Regions from separate parts of the Lactuca sativa genome. Here region 2 is linked to region 1. A link is a contact called in public Hi-C data. All regions are on one chromosome and are shown on one strand. The core of a region is the stretch at or near the end of the contact, and the rest is flanking DNA. Distances in the headings are between cores, read along the strand shown. Region 1 holds the start of LOC111892901 (receptor protein-tyrosine kinase CEPR2). Region 2 holds the start of LOC111892895 (protein transport protein SEC16B homolog).

Region 1 (3,590 bases), core at 825-3,324:
AGAGAGAGATTTGTAGTTCAACGAAATCTCCACCACCCGACCCGTTTGATTGTCACACGAAACCCCGTAAAATTGACACGGAGATTCCGTGATCTTCCATGAATCCAAGTAATTCAAAGGGTCTTTTAACTGCTTCTTGAAATCAAGTAGCGCATGGACTTCAACAGACAAAGAGGAGCAGAATACTGGCCGGAAAAAAATGCAGGCGAAGGAGAATACGAATAAGAAGAGCAAAACAGATGTAATTTGGCGGGATGAACGTAGTAGGGGCTGTTTTGACATTTTAGAGAATGTGCGAGGGTACTCCGGTCATTCTAGTGGAAGATGAGTGTCCATGTCCCTTATCAGCTGGCGACCTCCATTATTGGCCATGCAGGTTGCTCTGGTCTGGAAACAAATTCAATAATAGTGATGGGTGTCAATCATATATATATATATATATATATATATATATATATATATATATATATATATATATATATATATATATATATATATATATATATATATATATATATATATATATATATATATATATATATGAATGAGTTCTATGGAAAACAAATAGCTATAATAGCATATGTCGGAACCAATAATCAAATGATACGTGTCCATTTCTTTATTCACAAATAATATATTTGGGAAGTTATTTATGTAGTTACCCTAAATTGATATGCTGTTATGTTTTCATTGGTTTAAATATGTGTTGTATTAATCATTTATTTTCTATACAACTCTTCCGTGTGTATATATATATATATATATATATATATATATATATATATATATATATATATATATATATATATATATATATATATATATATATATATATATATCAAAGGAGATGGTGACAATGAGAAATTGAACTATATCTACTTCATTTTTAACGTGATGTATTTGCGATGATAATTTCTTATTTTAATTTTTCTTGATGTGCTTTAATAATATAAAATAATAATATGCTTTTAATATTGTTGGAACCGATTATCGAAGTTTTATATGTTTAGAATCATTTGAGGTCATTATTCTTTCGTCGTAATTCATAACGTTACGTATATCAATTGTGTTTTTGTTTATTCGTTCTTTTTTAATTTTAAATTCTTCATAGCTATATTTAGAAAATATTAGTTGTATTGTAGCAATGGCGTTCTCTATTATTATAGAGATAGAATAGAATTGATTTTCTTCTTTAATATCAAGCCGATGATATATATGTCTATTTTGTTCTAGATATGTAAATGCATTTAATTAATCCCCAAAAGTTAATCATTGTTTGTAACCTTTTAAAAGTATTACTAACAATTTATAACCTCTTAAAAATATAAATAAGATAAAATAATTAATACACTGTTGAAAACTAAAATAGTTTTCAAAATTAAAAATCAATACACACAGTACAACTTAAATTGCAGAAGGTACCGAGTCACACTAAGACTCATTCATATAAATTTTTAAAACCACTACAAAAGATGAAGAATATTTAATTCAGGCAGTAAAATTAATCCAAAACACATGTACAGTAACTTGTGAATATGAGACACGACTGAGAGTCATGCTCTGTTTCATATATATACATGTGTTTAAACAGGTGATAAATTCAAAGGAAATATTATTAAGTAAAAACCAAAAACAGAAACTGAAGAATACAAAGATGAGTTCTGACCTCGAAATATGGTAATGTCCTAATTGATTCCTGAAATCAAAATTGAAAGGCTTATGGAGTCTGCTTCTTGCTCTCTATTCCTCTTTTCAAGCCATTAAATATGAGATCGACCGTTTTGAAATATGTTTAGGAAGAAGAGAACATCAGTTTAGGGTTTTGAAGAATGTCGATTTGAAGATCAAAACAGGATTTTATTGAAGAAATTCGATGAAATTTGTATTGGGATGGAAGAGAATGAGAGAATTTCAAGAAATCTTTAAAACAAAAACAGAGGGTTATGGGAAAGAGATAAGGAGAGATGAATTTATGAATAATAATAATAAAAAAAGAGTGGTGGGATTGGGGCAGGCCTACCGAAGATTGAAGGGAAATAGAAGAGACGACAAGAGATAAAAGAAAAGACAAAGAAAGGGATTGGGTGTGAAGGTCTTCCAAATTTTAAGAGATGCTTTGATTGTTGATAGCCACGGATTAGACAGAAGCTTCTTCACTCACTTCTCTTAAGTCTAATTTATTTATAACAAAAATTAACTGATTTCGCGAAAATCTATTCGAACTTAGTGATTTTTTTTTACACTGTTTACTGAAGATTCGAGCTGCACGTGTAAGTTTTTCACATTTCTTTATGGAGCATGGAGTCACTTTACACGGAGCATAGGTTTAGTGAAGTCACCTAAAAAAATGTGGAGTAAGTCAGATGAATGGTCCCTATGGTTTAAAGTAATTTGTATGTTTGGTTCCTAACTTGTTTTTTTAACACAATTATTATGCGCTTGGTTTCTGTCTTACCTAAAAAAAATATTTTGCCCTTGAGTTTTTAATTTATTTAAATAAACACACCTCCAACCTCATCTCACTACCTTATCTTACCTATCCTACTATTTTTTCTTATTTAAATAATAGTCTTTTAGGTAAGACAGTGACCAAGCAAGTAACAAAAACAAATTGTAGGGACCAGATACATAACAAAAACAAACAGTAGAGAGCTTCTGAGTTAAAAAAATATGTTAGCGATCAAACGTGCAAATTATCCAAAACCATAAGGACCATTCATGTAATTTACTAGAAATGAAGGATGAGCGGCTTAGTGAACTTGTTGCTCGCTCTTCTCTTGGTTTGTAATATATGTATAAAACTTGTACTGAAACGTGTGTAGGCTGACTCTAATTTGAGAGATCGACTTTTTTGGGTCCTTCCATTGAGGATGAAAATAAAAGAAAATATAAGACAAAACTACATAAATGATCCTTATGGTTAGAAGAAAATTTTCACTTTGGTCCAAAAAAGTTTGGACTAGCACCAGAGGTCTAAACTTTTCATTGTGTTGCGAGTTTGGTCCATTTCATAATTGGAAGTGTGCGAAATGACATTTTTGTGCTCTTTATTTTGTTTTTCCTTTTCTTTTTCTTTTATTAATTTTGTATTTTTCTAATTAATAATTAAATAAAAAAGAAAACAAATACAACACTACCTCACCCATACTCCCTCCATAGCTTATTTTTCTATGTTTCTCTCCGCCGGGAAAATTGGAACTCCCGTCAGAGCTGTCACCACCACTGGAGTTACCATTGTTGGCTTCGTCTTGGTCCTTCGACGACACTAACGATCTGCCGTTCTCCCACCTAAACGACTCTGTAACATGTTTGGGTTTGTAATGGTGGCGAGCTGAAACCCCAGTAGCGGCGACACTAAACTTGACCTCATCGATGGAGGTTTGGTGACCACCATCTCTTTACGAAGCCCTTTCTCAGATCTTACACTGACGAAACCCTTTTTCTTTATGGAGGTTTGGTAACGACAGTGACGACTTCCTCTCCCTCATTTTCCAACGACTGCGTCGAGCTACGAGTTTGGACATAGACGGCGGCGGCGAGCGCTTTTAATTTTTTGAAATCCTGTGGTGCTGGAAACTCGAGCCACAGAC
Region 2 (4,160 bases), core at 780-3,279, 290 kb after region 1:
CATAGGTTTTTGGGATATTCATCATCTCACCTTGCTTGAATGTGGTCTGGTTAAAGTTTCCACTTGGAACAAAGGATTGGGCTCCAGAAATGGCAGGGAACTCACTAGTGCCATGGGAATTTTGGTTGCCTGTAGGATCTGACATAGGACCACTACTACTCTTGGCAACAGTATCAGGCTGCCACATACTTGATCCTTGTTGCTCAACATTACTAAAAGACCCATTCCACTTGTATTCTTGTCCTTGACTACTAAAAACTTGAGATCCCAACGTTTTCTCATCATTCCCATAGTAAGTGTTAGTTGCAGTTGCAGTTGCAGAAAACCCATTTTGATTAACCTGCTTCTGGGCAGGTTGCCACATTTGCTGTTCAACATTACTCAAAGACCCTTTCCACTTGTAATCTTGTCCTTCAGATCCTACCTGTAACTGCTTCTTTGTCTGATCCTGCCCACCATAATAACTACTAGTTGCAGAATACCCATTTTGGTTGACCTGCTCCTGTGCTTGAGAATTATATGCATCCAAAGAGCACCATTCTTGAGTGTTCATGTCATAATACCAACCAGGGTATTGGGGATCGAAAACCATATTTGATGGATACCCATTGTTTTCTTGTGAAGCCTCATCCCATGATAAACTCTCATTAGTTTGATTCCAAGTTGTGACACTTCCAGTCGTGCCTTTCTCTGCTACAGCCTCCACAGCAGATTGGACTGACTGTTGCTGCAAATAAGAAACCTCTGGTTTCTCTGTCCACTCAGAAGTAGTACTTGGATCATGAGCCCCTTGTACATCATCATAACCTTCATTTACTTGATACCATTGCCCAGTGTTTGCATCATACTTCCATCCTGGATAAAGATTCTCCCAGTACTGACTGCTGTTTGGATCTTGACCATCTGTACTTTGTTCCCCAGATGTAGCATAAGCTTTGACCTCTGTACTTTGTTCCCCAGCCGAAGCATAAGTCTGGACGTCTTGAAATTGATTTGAGTAATCATTAACATTCTTCCTATGCATGGAATCATCTACTATATTGCTGCTTCCCGACATAACAACATTCTGTTCCCGACTAACCAAGTTACCTCCTTTCCCTATTTGATCCACAGAACTATCTCCAAATTCAGTGAAAAAATCATTGTAGGATCCAAACCCATTACCATCATTCTCAGCAGGTTCAGTAGCAAAAGCTGCCCACTGCACCTCCTTAACACCAGGACCACCTCCAGATCCATGATCCCAACTAGCTGTAGAATCCAAACCAGCTACCTCAGTATTGGGTTCTTCACTCACGCTATCAAATGCAAATGAATTTGAAGAAACCAACGGACGACCATGGTCTAAAAAAGTGTCAGTTGACGCATGTTTGGTATCCCCATCAATGGAAGAACAAGCTTCACCTACTTTCCCCAAATCTTCGAGTCCAGTGCCAACATCACTGATACCTAAATTAGCAAAAGCTTTAGCATCATCAGAATCGTTCCCATCAGCTAATTTGGTCGTTTCTGAGGATAATGGAGTGACCTTATAATCATCATCGTCATCATCGACCAATTTATCAAAGAAATCTTCGTCAGTATCCTCCACCTGAAATGGAGGATTTGAAGCCATCTATACCAGTCAAAACCTAACCTAAAAAACCTCTCTCGATCCCAATTGGGTTCAGAACCACGTTACAGATCCGGAACAAGAACTCCTAATAAATCTAGAAAAAACCCTAAATTGATATATATCAGATTAAAAACAGGAGAGATCCAGCTAGGGTTTTACGGATCACCTAACCAGAATTCACAAAACCGTGAATTGCATCATCCAAATCCCAGAGCAAAAATTTACCTTTGAACAGTCTTAGCGCATCAAAATCGAACAAGATTGATCCCCAAAAGACATGAATACATTACGAAATTAACTTAGATACCAATATGACGATTTGAAGAAAATCGCATTACGTATACAAATCTATATGTAGAGAGAGAGAGAGAGAGAGAGAGAGAGAGAGAGAGAGAGAGAGAGAGAGAGAGTATATTGGAGAAGAGACAAGCCCTCGATTTCGAACCAGGTGACTCAACTAGCCACCAACGCGTGGATTATAATGTTCTTTTTTCTTTTCACCGTCTTCTTAATTACTTTTGTACATCAAAATAGCTAATCTATTTCATCGAATAACAACATTTTTATTTATTTTATTTAGGTTTATCAACAAAAACATATATTATTATTATTTTAAAAATAAATTCACATCTCCTAATTCATTTGGAATTTATAGTTTTATACATTAAGTCTTTATATCTAAAAATACATTTTACTTAAATTATTTATTACCTTTTTTATTAATAGATTTTATTGACACGACATCTACATAATAATAATACTCCAATTTTGAAATTTTATTAAAGATATAAATTAAAAGTCATTAAATAGCAACTTATTTGTTATTGTCTTTTTTAAAACATTTTTAGTGGGAGTTTTTTTTTTTAAGGTTGTTACTATTGACTAATTAACAATGATCATTTATTACCATTAAAGCATATTATTTTTTTTATTGATCACTTAGTGTGAGTGTGTATATATATATATATATATATATATATATATATATATATATATATATATATATATATATATATATATATATATATATATAATATGAAGTGCTTGAAAGAACTAGGAACTTAAGAGATAGGCTAAGAGAATTGGAAAGAGAGTGTTTAGAGAGACATGAGGGAAATAACAACAGAATTTTTTATTCGTATGAATATTCGATGATTTTTACAATCGTTTACAATCCTTTATATAGGAAAGGGTAGCGTAATATTTACACTTAAAATATCGACAGACAAAACATGACATTACATAAAGTAGGAAAAGACTACACACCAAATAAAATAAAGGCACGTCTGTAAAAGTCGGAAATAATAATTCTATACAACAAGTATAATTTCATAAATGGCTCTTGAACTTGTTATGTCTTGTCATTTTTCACAAATGGCCATTATCGTTAAGGACATTATCGTCATCTTACCAATCTCCTTTAATGTTTAATTTTTCTGTGTTATTTAATATCAATATAAATGTCTAAAAATTAACAAAATAACTCAAAATTTCGGATTTATTTTTTTTTAAATAATTTTGTATTTTTTTTAAATTGAGATCTTTTAATTTTTTTCAAAAAAAAACATGAATTTTTAAAAAAAATGAAAAAATATATTTTAAAAAAAAACTATATCTTTTTTCAAAAAAAAACTGCATTTTTTTTTTAAAAAAAAAAAACTGCATTTTTTCTAGAAAAAAAAATTCAAAAAAGCTGTAATTTTATTTCAAAAAAACTGCATTTTTTTTCTAAAACACTAAATTTTTTTTTTTTTCAGAAAAACTGCATTTTTTCTATTAAAAAAAAAAAAAAAAAAAAAAAAAAAAAAAAAAAAAAAAAAAAAAAAACCCTACAAGTTTTATAAAAAATGCAATTTTTTTCAAAATTGTATTTTTTTAACAAAAAAATCAACGTTGTAGGTACATATATGCATATTTTTTCAAATGCATATATGCATATTTCTTATACTATAATATTCGTAAGTAAATTATAAAAAAAATTATTTTTATTAATCAATCTATAAACATAATAAAAGTATTTTATTCAATACAAAATAAAATATAAAAAATACAAAGATTCACAGTGTTATCATTTCTTCATATCAAGATTTTCATATTTTCTTCAATTTATCACTTTTCACTTCTTCAATATTTTCCAAAAATTCTTCAAAATCTACAGGAAAATAAAAAAAAATATTAATGCAAGAACACGCACATGTATATATCATGTAAGATTCACATGTGATTATATAATGTGATATTCACATGTGATTGTATCTTTTAAGATTTAAATGTGAAATTCATAAGAAAATTTTAAAAAATAATTAATGTAGAACACTTACACAAAATGCATGTGTGCACGTAAACGTAATTCATATGTGATTCACTTGTAATTTACATGTGAATTACATGCAATTCACTTGTGATTTACATGTGAATCACATGTTATTAATATGTGATTCACTTGTGATTTACATGTGAATTACATGTTATTAATATGTGAATTACATGTGATTTACATGTGAATCATATGTAATTCATATGTGATTTACATGTGAATCAAATC

Evidence for each region. A called contact is a pair of places that touch in the nucleus more often than the background predicts.
Region 2: a Hi-C map of leaf shows a contact between it and region 1, with 6 times the contacts expected there. The contact joins the promoter of LOC111892895 here to the promoter of LOC111892901 in region 1. A contact is called at or near these places in 2 of 4 Hi-C or Micro-C datasets (both in leaf).

Annotation. Positions count from the first base shown.
Region 1 is chr3:416,744-420,333 of Lsat_Salinas_v11, forward strand. It overlaps LOC111892901 (receptor protein-tyrosine kinase CEPR2), which reads right to left and starts at 2,075. Exons shown (of 3, transcript XM_023888981.3): 1 at 1,667-2,075; 2 at 1-387. The coding sequence starts at 282.
Region 2 is chr3:710,281-714,440 of Lsat_Salinas_v11, forward strand. LOC111892895 (protein transport protein SEC16B homolog) reads right to left here and starts at 2,030. Exons shown (of 13, transcript XM_023888977.3): 1 at 1-2,030. The coding sequence starts at 1,615.